Linked DNA regions of Mus musculus: region 2 is linked to region 1. Evidence: chromatin contacts called from public HiChIP or PLAC-seq data. All regions are on one chromosome and are shown on one strand. The core of a region is the stretch at or near the end of the contact, and the rest is flanking DNA. Distances in the headings are between cores, read along the strand shown.

Region 1 (6,181 bases), core at 3,288-5,787:
CGCTTCGCCCCAGCTCGGGCAAAATCGTGGGTTTTAGATTGCCACCGCGAAGGGAGCGCTCTCAGGGAGCGGGGCACGGAGCTGGGGAGCCGTGGCTCCAACAGCGAGGACGCACAGCCATGGCTCAGGCTGGAGCGCACCGCCCTCCACCCAAACGCTGAAGTGCTCTGCTCTCTGCGCGCCCTAGGGGCCGCGCCTTCCTACTGAGCCCGCCCCCGGGGGCGGGATTCACGTTGCGGCCTCGGGCTGTGCTCTGACTCCACCCACCGCACACCAGGCCCCGCCCAAAGCTCGCCCAGGTCCCGCCCCACGCCTCCTTCCCCCTTTCCTGGAATGTTTTCCCAGGGTCTGCACTTTTGCGGCGGCGGGAAGCGCCTAAAAGTCGCCAACTACTGGCCTCTGGGGTAAAGGCAAAAGCTTGGAGGCTTTAGCTGAGTGCAGAGATCCGGGCCTCGTGCTCAATTTCCCCTCTGCCTTTTCTTGCGTGGTTTTGTGTACGCGCAGCCTCTCATTCCAGTTGGCATCACAAAAAAACTTGCGCGGAGTGCGGAGGTTAAAGATAGATCGCTTGGTCAGAAAATAGGGAAAAGAAGTATCGGGACTTTGGGGGCACCCATTTCTTGCTAAAGCCTGCAAGAGTAAAGAGTTTGTGAGGATTAAACACAGCTGTGGAAGCTTTCCCCAGCACGTGGGGAGAGTCAGTATACCGCGTGCGCAGCTCTATCCAGTATATTTCTAACTGGTATTTGTACTATGGTCACAGCTCTTAGAATTGCTCACGAACTGGCCCTAGCCTGCAGGTTTATGATCTCAGATGCTGATCATTTTTTTTTTCCCACAGGCTCAAATGATTCTCCGGCAGCTTAGTTGCCGGCTCCTTATGTCATCAGAAGCCCCATTTTTGAAACTTGGGACAGAATATAATCAGTGGAAGGTGTTTAAAAGTCCACATCAATTTTCATAAAAATTTACCTTGGAGTAAGTTGGTGCTTTTTGTGTGTGTTACTTTAACTGATGGAAACGCATTCATTCAGCACCGAGAGTGTTTACTATGGGCAAAATGGTTTCTCCTCTGGAGCATACAACAGCCAGCAAAAGGGACCCATAGCCCTGTCCTGGAGTTGGCTTCTTCCCAGGGAAGCTTTTGCAATAAGCAAAAGAAATAGGTGGAAAACATGTAGTCTGTTGAGAGACTACAACAGGCAACAGGAGAATTGGGGCTGAGTTTATTCTTACGTCAGGCTAAACACAAATAGAAAAGTAGATTCCCTTAGATTTGAAAATGGATTGATTTCATAGTCATGTGCTAGCTTACAGACAAGCCTCTCCCCTCTTACAACAATGGTACCCCAACTTACCACACTGGAATTCCTTAGTTTGGAGGGTACATTCAGCCTCATTGAGGCAGATCGGTGTTGCCAGGGTATTTACCTGCAGGCAAATGCTGGAGACCCAAAGGCAGTGCAGGGTGCATGTGGCCCCTGCCTGCCAGGAGACTACAGACTGGGAAGCAAGGGGGTGAATGGAAATGAGGGACTGTTGAGGGCCCAGGAAGTGAAGACCTTGATAGCCCAAGAAGATGAAGTTGCCGCCTGAAGTGTGGATGCTGGAGGAACTGTGGACTCATCCACAATTAGCATCCCCACCTGGTACTCACATCTCTGAATGCACTAGGGCCTCATTCTAAGTCGCATATAATTTGCATATAGCTTATGCACACTCTCCCAGATACTTTTTAAATAATTATTATCGTATTGATAACTCTTAGAGTATGAAATACATTGTAAGCACTATGTAGATTTGTCTATGTTCAGTATAGACACATTTATTTTTCCTCCTAATACTTTCTCTTTGCATGATTAGGCATAGAATTTAGGATAGAGCTAGTCATATGCCCTTCCACTGAGCTACACCCCTATCCCCAGCACCTACTTTCAATTTAAAAATTATTATTATTACTATTACTACTGCTGCTATTATTGTTATTGTTGTTGTTGTGTGTGATGTGCATACAGACACACACACATGCTACGGTGTGTGTGGAGGTCTGAGGCCAATTTTATGTTTATTCTCTCCACTTTTACATGAATTTGAAGGATCAAATTCAAGTCATCAGGCCTGCCTGGTGTCTCGGTTTGTATCGCTGTTGCTGTGATAGAAACACAAAACCAACTAAGGGGAAGAAAGTGTTATTTCACCTTGCAGCTTACAGTCCATCAAGAAAGGAAATACAGGCAGGAACACAGAAGCAGGAACTAAAGTGGAGGCCATGGACGAATGGTGTGTCCTTGCTTGCCCATGGCTTGCTCAGCCTGCCTTATTACATAGTCCAAAGATACCTGCCCGGTAGTGGCACTGCCCACAGTGGTTTGGGCCCTCCTGTATCAATCACCAGTCAAAAGAATGCACACAGGCTAGCCAATCGGATGGAGGTGGTTTCTCGGATGACTGTAGCTTGTGTTGCGTTGACAAGTGCCTTTACCTACTGAATTACTTCATAGATTCTCCAGTATTTTATAACCTTCTCCATAAGTTGCCTAGGCTGGCCTTGAACTCACTTGGTAGCCTCAACAGACTTTAAGCTTCTGATTCTCCTGCCTGGGCCTCTCAGGTAACTGAGATCATGGGCCTAAGCCACCTGGCCCTGAACATTATCCATCAGTGGCGATCTGAGTCCCTGGACCAGAAACTGTAGAATTGGTAGCCCACTGTCTTATCAAATGGCAGGTCAAATCTGAACAAGAAAGTCCTATCTCAAATGTTCAGAAGGAAATGAAGGCAAAGCAGAACAAAGCCTCAACTGTAACCTTTTTGTACAAGAGGAGCCCTGGCTAGCTGGGGGAAGGGAGGGCTGGCGAAGCCATCAAGAGTATGGACAGACAATGCCATTTGGGGATGAAGGAGGATCCCCAAGCCAGCTCAGAGTCCGCTTCTGCTCACTTAGCATTCCACTCCTCACCACGGGCTTCATTTGTCTGTCTAGGGCAGCTGACCTTAAACTGCATTCGTCTGCTGAGCCGCATGAACTGAGATTTGATCTTAAGCACTGGACTCTTGAGAGGCAGGCTTCGCTGTGCAGCGGGGAGCATTTTCCATGGTCACGGAAAGCGTTTTTCATACGTTAAGAATAGATATCCCCTGCAAGAGCTGGGGAGATGGCTCAAAGGGCCAAGTCACTCTGTGCAAATATGAAGACCTGCTTAGGATCCCAGCATCCAGATCAAAAGCCAGAAAAGGGGAGTGTTTTAGTAACCACAGCATGGAGAGACTGGAGCTTGCTGGTTATGTAACCAGTCTAACTAGATCAGTGAGTTCTGGTCCCAGGAAGGGAGATAATAACTGAGGAAGACACTTGCCACTGACCCCTGACCTCCGGACAGTGGGTGTACACACAAACTCATATGTACACATACATCACATACACAAAGAAAAAAGATTCCTCCACAGATTAGATTAGGTATTTGTAGAGGTAGGTTGTTGTCATTAAATTATCAATTCCTAGTTACAAAGGTTTAAAATATTAAGACTCTTTATAACGGCCTGTGCCGTTCACCTCTGAGGCAAGTATCATCTACTCAGAGACTACCCACAGCAGCATCCAGCAATCTCTATATAGGGTTGTTTCCTAAGGACTGTGGGATTACTAAGGAAAAAAAAACCTCATAGCTAGCTCCTCTAATGCGTAGCAGACTAGAAGAGCTATTCTCTATGATAATGGGTTCCTGCTCTATCTTAATGATTGAACTTAGCTATTACTGACGTTGTCCAAGGACATCCCTTGGGTTTCATCCCACCACTGCATGATAGAAACGGAACACAACCTGAAAGGCTCACCTGTGTGATGCTAGCCACTGAGGGAATCCTCAGTGAGACAGTGCAAGCTGGGCTGCCCAGAGCCCCTCTGAGAGGAGAGCTGCCAGGAGCTAGACAGACATCTTGCCCTTTAAGAGCACACACTGCTCTTACAGAAAGCCTGAACTGAGTTCCTAGCACCCACGCAGGGCAGGTCATAACTACCTGTAAACCCACCTCCTGGAGGTCTAACGCCTCTGTTTGCAGAGGACACTGCCACATATCTCCCCTCCCCCGTATTTTAATAACATGCATCATTAAATCCTGGCCAAAATAATTCTTAAGAGAAGAGAGGGCAGGGGGAGGGCAGAGAGAAGAAGGCTGCTGGTCCAGTACTCGCTGTTTGGCATGTGCTATCAGAACAACCCCAGTGCACTGGGTAAAATGTCAAAAGCTCTGTCCTCCCCACAGTCTCCCTTTCCTTTGCCTTCTTTGCTATGCTGATAATCAAACCAACCGCTTCTGCATGCCAGGAAAGCTCTCCACCGCTGAGCTACACCACCTTTCCCGTTTATGTATGTTAGTGCCAAGGCTTCCACCATTTAGATGCTAGAAACGAATTTTAAAAATAAAAATAAAAATCTGAAGCTATCCACAACAATTTCAACTTTGGGCTTCATTTATCCCTGGGGCAATTAGTTTAAACCTCTGGTCTAGTGATAGAAGCCAAATAATCTCTGGAAATTTCTTTGCCTCCCTTAGGACCAGCGGTCTCCTCTGTGCTTGGAAAATGTTGTAATGCAATTTGTGCTCAATGGAACATTGTGAAATGACTGGAGAATAATTTTGATTTGTAATGCTCAAAGGAAATATGACAAAGGGAAAATATTGAAAATAATGTTAGCGGTTTTCAATTAAAGGGGCATAATTCAATTGGAAACCCAATGGATGTCCTGAAATATTTATTTATTTATTTATTTATTTTTTAGCTCTAGTGACCCCCAATTTGGGATCTTCCTGATTCCTTCCCCTAACTGATATTTCACTTTTTAAGATGCTTTCAAAACAAAAGCGCTAAAAGGTTTATACTTTTAAAGATTTACCACAAGTAGCTGCCCTGTTCAGCTAGATCCGTTATTATAACTTTTAGACAATTCACATTCAGAATAGGGGGGAAGGCCAATTTATTCTTCTGGAAACATCTTTACATTATGAGGGGTACAGAGAGACTCTGTTCTTGTACAAATGATAGAAATATTCTCTTTTTGGGTAGCCATTTAAACCAAAGTATGAATCAGCCTAGGATGTGACATCTGTCATCCAAACATGTTTTTATTAAAGCCAGACAAAGGTAATGTAAAATAAAGGTGAGCGTCAAGAGGGGATCTGGAGAAGTTTCTTGGGGGGTGAAGTAGGGACAGACAAACTTGCAGAGATCAGTGGAATTCTTTCTTTTTCTATCTTCTTATTCTCTTCTTTTTTTCTCACCGAGATAGTAGAGATTGAGCCTGGATAAGCCTGACCAATACCCTACAGGTGAGCTGTATCTTTGCCTTCTTTTCAAGTGAAACAAAGGGGGGTAGGGGGTGGAGCACAGTCTCACCGCCTTGAGTAAGATGGCCCCTGAACTTGGGCTCCCATTGCCCCACGCCCTTGAATGGAATCACGGGATGCTCACTCTGCGGAAAGTCTGGGCGCACTGAGTTCTTGATGTGGATCTAATACTTCAATGAGTAGGCTTTCCCGGGATACTTAGCATATTTACAGTAGAATTTATTTGAAAGTCTAGTTTATCCGAAGGCTCAGTTGGGGCTTAGCCTAAGGCCTCACTGCTAGAAATGGCAGAGATGAGAACCCAACAGTGACACTCAGGCGCACGCCTCGGCCGCACCCCAATTTCACTTGATCTCTGCCAAGATGAATGTGGTTCTTTCATGTGGCCTCTGGCAACACAAAAATCAAGAACACGGCAAACAAAAATTGCAATTTTTTTTTTAACTCCATGTGAGCAACTAGGCTGCCTCTCCCACTGAATTAACCAAGTTAACTGTAGGCTTGGATGGTCTATTCTATTAGCGTGCTCTGATTATAATCCTTTTTTAGCTTGTCACACACAATTCTTTAAATGCTGGGGATGGGCTATGTTATTTTAGAAGCAAGTGGTATTTTATCTCTGTGATTTAATACAGGTTAAAAGGTTCATTGTGAAGAGTTAAGAAAATATGGAATATGTAAATGGAAAAAGTGAAGCTTGATAACTCAGGAACATAAGATAACTGATATATATTATACATGCCAGGCTCCCAGGCACACAAAATTGACATAATAGCATATATTTTGTTTCATTATGCAAATGTGTACTTATTTATTAAGACTGGAGCTCGTGTAG
Region 2 (6,853 bases), core at 586-3,085, 78 kb after region 1:
TGTTGAGTGTATTAAACCACAGGCCTCTGGGCCCTTTCCAAAACTAATTGCTAGCTGGCTGGGTGTGGTAGCACATACTTTCCCTTCTGGGAAGATTGTAAGTTCAGGACCAGCTCCAGCTATATGTGAGATCCCCTATGAACAAGAAAAACAAAAACAACAGCTACGATGACAATGATGACAACAACAACAACAACAACAGCAAATCCCAAAAGGACACCTGAAACCCAATACAACAACAATCAATAAGAACAAAACAAAAAAGCTCCCTGATCCCTGAAAATAGTCCTTCTAGAGACTTCCAGAACTCTAAGGCAGGGAATTTTACTCTATGGACTGCATATCATCATGAGCTGGCAATGATCCGAGCATATAAATTAGGACTCTGTAAGATAAATGGCCTAATGGGTGGTGACTCTAACTTTGTATCAAGAATTTAGTAACATAATACAACTTGAGGGTCAGTCTTGTGAGGTCACACTTATCTAAGAGATCTATATACCACATGCTCGGTGATCCACTGCGTGTAAGATGGACAAAGTTCTAGCTGGTTGTTTCTGGCTCCTGAAGTCTGGGACTAAAGGAGACGGAACTGGTCTTAAAAATAACTTTGCCTCTCTAAGCCAAGAAATGAACTGGAAACCACTTAAGATTTCCAGGTTTAAATATTCCCTGTGAAAGCAATGGGGTTGATGGTTCAGGGGGCTATAGGCTCCTTTTCAGTTCCAACCTTAAATGGTTATATAAATCTATTTCACCTACAAGAGCTTATATCATTTCCCTCTTCCTTTTTTCACCCTCTTCCTTTCTAAGGACCAGCAGTAAGTGTGGGGAGAAACCAAGCCCAATGCTGAAGGGGAGGAGGCAGGAGACCAAAGGCTTTCCCACTGCTGGGCTTCTGAGTGCCCTGCAGAGAAATAATTACAGTATCTCTGGAGCAGAGCACAAGGGGTCTTGTTTCCCTGTCTGGGCTGTGCCCAACTGTTCCCAACTGTTTTTAAAACAGCACTAATGTAATACATATGTAGGAAGAAACAAAGACAATATTGGAAGAGCAGAGGAGGGAAAGAGAGGAGGAAGAGAAGGGAAGGAGGGGGAATGAGGGAAGGAGAGAAGGAAGGGAGGGAGGGAGGGAGGGAGGGAAGTAGGGAGGGAGGCAGGGAGGGAAGTAGGGAGGGAGGAAGGAAGGAAGGAACAAAAGCACCATTCTGACATTTTTTGGAGTAAATATTCATAATTATTGGTAGATATCTTTGACACACACACACATATCCCAATAAAATTTCTTGTATGTGTATGCTAATACTTGCATGTGTGCTGATAGACTAGAAATTTATTATGTTAAGGAAATCCTTAAAAGTCTCAGTATAGACTCAGCTAATATAAAAGCCAGTAGGTATCAGTTCAGTTAACTAGTCCTGATGATGGTTACTAGTCAGACCTTATTCCTGGACTCCTGCTAAGCCATATAAAATCATCCTGCAAATCAGAAGAACATGCCCTCTTTTTGCAGCACCCATCCTACAAGACAGCAGGACATTAATCAAAGCCATCTCTCCTTTATGGACTGGAGGGAAGAAACCTACAACCTCAGGTAGATAGTCTCAAAACTCTCTTACCCAATGCCTTTTTATATGAAGCAAGAAAGGAGAAAACCAACTGACAGCATATTCAAAACCTGTCTACCAAATTCAGCTATGTTGCCTAATTTGTTTTGGTCTTCCAACTAGACCTTGTGCCCTAAAGCCAAAGATGGGCCTTCTTTATACTTGAACTCCACAGAATCTGGCAGAAAGCAGTGTGCACTGTAGGCTCAGCCAATGTTGGCTCAGCTCCTGGTTGTTCTATGGTAAATAAATCCACACCCTCCTGGAGGCACACTGCAATACATATGTGCTCCTCCTACTCTCCAGTCCATAAAGAAGAGATGGCTTTGATTAATGTGTCAAATGTCCAGCTATCTTGTAGGATGGGTGCTATTAAAAGAGTGGGCATTCTTCTGACTTACAGGACGATTCTGTACGGCTTAGCAGGAGTCTAGGAATAAGGTCTGACTAGTAGCCATCATCAGCATTAGCTCCTGCTCTGGGACTTGGAGATCTGAGGATAGGCTAGATATCAACTCTCAAGAATCTTAGGGCTGGGAGCCCACAGGCAGGGCAGATCCTGTCCAATGTTCCCTAGGTTGCACAGTGAGCAGGGGAGATCAGTTTATTTTCCTGGAAGCTCATATAAAAATCATTCCTTTTATATGATGCATACATATGCATTAAAGTGTGCTTCCAGGAGGCTGTGGGTTTCCTTGAAATGTCCAGAAGCTGAGCCAACATTGGCTGAGCCTACTGTGTGTACCTTGTTCGTTCTGCCAGCTTCTATGAGGTACAGGTATAAAGAAGGCCCATCTTTGGCTTTAGGGCTCTAGGTCTAGTCGGAACAGTAAAACAAATTAAGCAACATAGCTTGGTTTGGAAGACAGGTTTTGGATCACAATTACTTGGTTTTCTTCTTTCTTGCTTCATATAAAAAGACACTGGGTAAGAGAGTTTTGAGCATATATACCTGGGATAGCGGGTTTCTTCTCTCCAGTCCATAAAGAAGAGCAAGGAACAGGCTGTAGCTGCTGTTTATTTTGAAGAAACAACTGCAGAAGTAGTTGCTGGGTGCACATGGAAGGAAACCGTCCAACAATAAAAAGGGAATTACATAATGCAAAGTATTGGCTTGTCAGAGAAGAGGGGGGTGAAGAAGAGCGAATAGAATACAGGTGCTTTATCACTAAAGGGCTAAAGATAGGAACTGCTCTGTAATGTGTGGGGATTCAAGAGAGTACCAGGGTCACTAAATGGAGAGGGCATGGTAAGCTATATCAGATATGGTGGCCCTAGTGAAAAAAGATGCGACTCAAGTCTGTGATTCCTTCCCCTCCATCAGATCCCAGGCACATAACTGCCAACCAAGTTCACAGGGATAGGCAGTAGTACTGTAACCTCGGAGCAGCCTGCTTCAGTATCTTACTACATTCAAGGGGTGAATCTAGGATCCAGGCCAATATTCAACCATGCTCTAGGCAACCAATGGCAATCAGCCAAGACAGACGGACAGATGGATAGATGGACAGTCTCTCTCTCTCTGTCTCTCTCTCTCTCTCTCTCACACACACACACATACACACACACACACACAAAGACACACACAAAAACACACACAGACACACACATAGACACACACAGACACACACAGACACACACAGACAGACAGACAGACACACACACACACACACATGTAGGCAGAAACTCTGAGAGGGTAAATTTTCCATATGTAGTCTCAGGCCATGCTGAGCTCTCTAGCCTTCAAGGGACAAGGTGACTTGAAGTCAATCGAGAGAGAAAGCAGAGCTCAGGGGGAAAGCCGAGGAGTTTGCATTTCTGTCATGCTTGTCCTGGTGCCAGAGATAAACAGCAGCGCATCCCCTCAGCCTCAGCCGGCTGGAGAGGCATCTGAGTGGCCGCAGTGAAGCTCTAAACATCAATCGTCCTAATCTGCAAATGCACAGTAGACACCTGGGAGCACCAGTGGGAAGACTCCTTTCATTACAGCCCTTTATGGAGACTCTAAGGGGAAAAACGTTGACCTCCTATGGAAGTTTCCCCTCCATGAGATGTGCTGGCTGTGTGTGTGTGTGTGTGTGTGTGTGTGTGTGTGTGTGTGTGTGTGTGTGTGAGCAGCTAGCTGGAAGGGGCTTTCTTTTGTCTTCTTGGCATTCCCTCTCAACCACGGGGCATTTAGAAGAAAGGAGGGGGCTGTCGATAGACTCAAAGGTGAAAAAGTGGATGCCGTAAAGAATGACCGCAAAACATTACCTTTAATTTTTTTAGTCCTTGGTGTGTGGGTATGGGCCTGTGTAAAGATCATGTGCTGCATGCTGAAGCTGGCAGTTAATGTCAGGTGTGTTAGGAAATTGCTCTCTACTTTATGTCAACTTCCCCCCTTGTTTTGACAATTTTTATACATATATATATGATGGAATATGTTCATCTCTACACCTTGAGGTAGTCTGGATGAACAGGATCACCCCGATAGGTCTAAGTATGGGAACACTTGGTCCCCAGTGGGAATTGCTGTTTGGGGAAGTTATGAACTCTTTTATTTAGGAGGTGTGGTGGAACTACATCACTGGAGGTAGGCTCCGAGAGTTGTAGGTTTGGCCCCACTTCCAGTGCAGCCTCTCTGCTCCTTGGGTGAGATGAAGAATTACCATTCAGCTTCCTAACGTGGCTACCGGCTGCCATGTGTCTCTCACTATTGGGGAATATTCCCTCTTAGAACTGTGAGTCAAAATAAGTTGGCCATGGTATTTTGTCATAGCAAAAATAAAAAAAAAAAGGAATTAAATACTCTCTTACATTCCCTCCCCACAAATTCCCCCCAGCATCCTTCCAAGATTCGTCCCTTCCGATCTCATGTCTTTGTTTTGTGAGGAGCAGGGGAATGGGGTATCCATGAAGTCCAGTTAACATTGCCCATATATGCACAGGCATGGGGCCATTCATTGGAACAAAGGAAATCTACATCCTCAAAAGGAATCAGCCTTCTTCCTTAAGCAATTATTCACTGTCAATTGCTTCTTGGTAAGGGGTGGGACCAAGAGACTATCTATTCCATCTGTGCTAGAACTGTAGCTGGCATGATCATGTGTAGGTCTTATGCTGGTCAGCACAATGCTGTGGGTTCACGAGTGTGATAGCCACGTCGTATCCAGAAGATGGATTATATAACACCCTTCCCTACCCTTTGTCTCTTACACTCTTTGTGCCTCCTCTTCTACGATGTTCTGTGAGTGTTGGTTGTTGAAAGATTAATATAGATGCCCCGTTTAGGGTCAAACATTCAATCCCTTATTCTCAGCACTATGACTAGTTAATCACCTATCCAGTGACTGCTTTCCCCTGCAAAAATGAAGCTTCACTTAGCAGCTTGGAGAGAAGGCTAGGTCTGTTGGATGCTGGTATCTCTCTTATGTCTTGAGACAGGGTCTCTTATTGAACCCGGAGTTACTGATTTCCTAGACTGACCAGCAAGCTTCAAGAATCTCTTCGTCTTTACATTCCCAGAATTAGAATTGAAGCTGTGTGCTACAATCCCAGCTTTTAAGTGAGGGCTTAAAGTTCTTGTGCTTGTGTGGCAAGTGCTTTATTAATCAAGCCATATCCACAGTTCAAAAGAACTCTCCTTTGAGTAATGTAGTAGTCACATGGTTCATCTAATCTTTTAACTTAGGTGGAGAAAAACCACACACACACACACACACACACACACACACACACACAGAGAGAGAGAGAGAGAGAGAGAGAGAGAGAGTGTTTTAGCAACTTTGCACAGCTAAGTTGTGAACAGTCAACTTCTATTTAAATGCAAATGCAGATATACGATTTGATTTATAAATGTCTTTGCTCTGAGTGGGAAAAACAAATGCTGCACACTGTAAGATCTGGATTATTCCTGAGGGTGGTGTTACTAACATAGATGGAGGATGTTTGCCACAGCTCAGTGTGTCAAGTATTAAGCTGTAAAAAGTGTTTGGATAGTGTGAGACTATTTCCCCTAGCCAGATACAGGACTGGAGGACCACAGGGAAGGGTAAGAGAAAAGAGGAATATGGAGAGAGAGAGAGAGAGAGAGAGAGAGAGAGAGAGAGAGAGAGAGAGAGAGAGAGAGAGAGAGAGAGAGAGAGAAAAGGCAGCCGGAGAGCAAGGGGAGCAACAACCCAGGTTATCTACCCAAAGTCATCTCACACCCAAGTTAGTTATATTTTCACATGAGCTACTTGAGAAATGTGCTTCAGTAGAAGGCTTTGCGAGGCCAAATGGTAGATTTGCAATGACTCCTGTAAGCAGACGGTGAACTTGGCTGTATCCATAATAAAAGCAGATGCTTAGAAACCATCCTAGGTGAAAAATGTTTGCAGTGGAAGAGAGGGAGAGGGAGAGGGAGAGGGAGAGGGAGAGGGAGAGGGAGAGGGAGAGGGAGAGGGAGAGGGAGAGAGAGAGAGATCACTTTACTTTATATGTCCTGCAAATACTCACAGCATGGGAAATTACCTCAAATAAGTATGCACATCTTTCTACGCTAAAAGTTTTAATGTGGTTTGGGATATATTTCTTTGTTTCATTGTTTCTGGCTTTTCATTTTAGTTATCGCTTTATTTTAGGTTTTTGATATTTTAGATCAAACTGAATTGTAGATGGTAAAAAAAAAAGATGCCTTCAAAATTAATGCTTTGGTAAAAAGTCTTTTTATGTAACCGAGAAAAATATAAAGAACTCCTTTCTCCTGGCCCCCGGGTCCTCTGAATGCCTAGGTAACTGAGGGAAAACAGAGATTGCTTTCAACAGAGACAAGGACTGAGAACTGAGACTCTGATTCTCTTGTGTGGGGACCCCACTGTGCTGTTAGGAAGTAAGGGACATTAGCAGAGCCCTCACTATCTTTCAAGGGATCATTAGTCCTTTTGGAATATCCAGACCCTTGGTGCCTTCCCTTTTCTCTCTGGGCTGTTTGCCTTTTGGTCATTTTTCCATGCCTCATTAAAAGAAGTAGTCTGCGCAGATCTGTCCATTTGGCTCACTGCTCTGAGTGAAGCCATTGAAGGAGCTGGGATTATTCACGGACCAGGATTATAATGGTAGTTTTCAACTCTTTTAACTCTTTTACAAGTAAAAAAGTATGGGGGTACTCTAACATAATAGTAATGCTACCACTAATACCTGGTGAGGAAGGCAAACATGTCACATGACAGGGCTCCTCATCTTGTCTGCTTAGTTCCCAAACACACCCAGTTCCTGTCAGCTTCTCT

The links. HiChIP or PLAC-seq counts read pairs in DNA pulled down with a chosen protein or histone mark.
Region 2: a contact with region 1 is called in an H3K4me3 HiChIP or PLAC-seq map of embryonic limb bud, with 2.1 times the contacts expected there. The contact joins two enhancer-like sites. A contact is called at or near these places in 8 of 484 Hi-C or Micro-C datasets (the 3T3-L1 cell line, 3T3-L1-derived adipocytes, brown adipocytes and 3 more) and 8 of 115 datasets of contacts at active chromatin or transcription factors (cardiomyocytes, embryonic fibroblasts, embryonic limb bud and 4 more).

The regions. Positions count from the first base shown.
Region 1 is chr8:36,613,739-36,619,919 of GRCm38.p6, forward strand. All of the region lies in intron 5 of Dlc1 (deleted in liver cancer 1), which reads right to left. Among named protein-coding and RNA genes, the nearest start is that of Trmt9b, 160 kb to the left of the region's middle. Within about 2 kb of position 4,538, at least 13 of the 459 cell types and tissues checked have an H3K27ac peak or open chromatin away from gene starts, as enhancers often do.
Region 2 is chr8:36,694,511-36,701,363 of GRCm38.p6, forward strand. The region is part of intron 5 of Dlc1 (deleted in liver cancer 1); the gene reads right to left. Among named protein-coding and RNA genes, the nearest start is that of Trmt9b, 240 kb to the left of the region's middle. Within about 2 kb of position 1,836, at least 22 of the 459 cell types and tissues checked have an H3K27ac peak or open chromatin away from gene starts, as enhancers often do.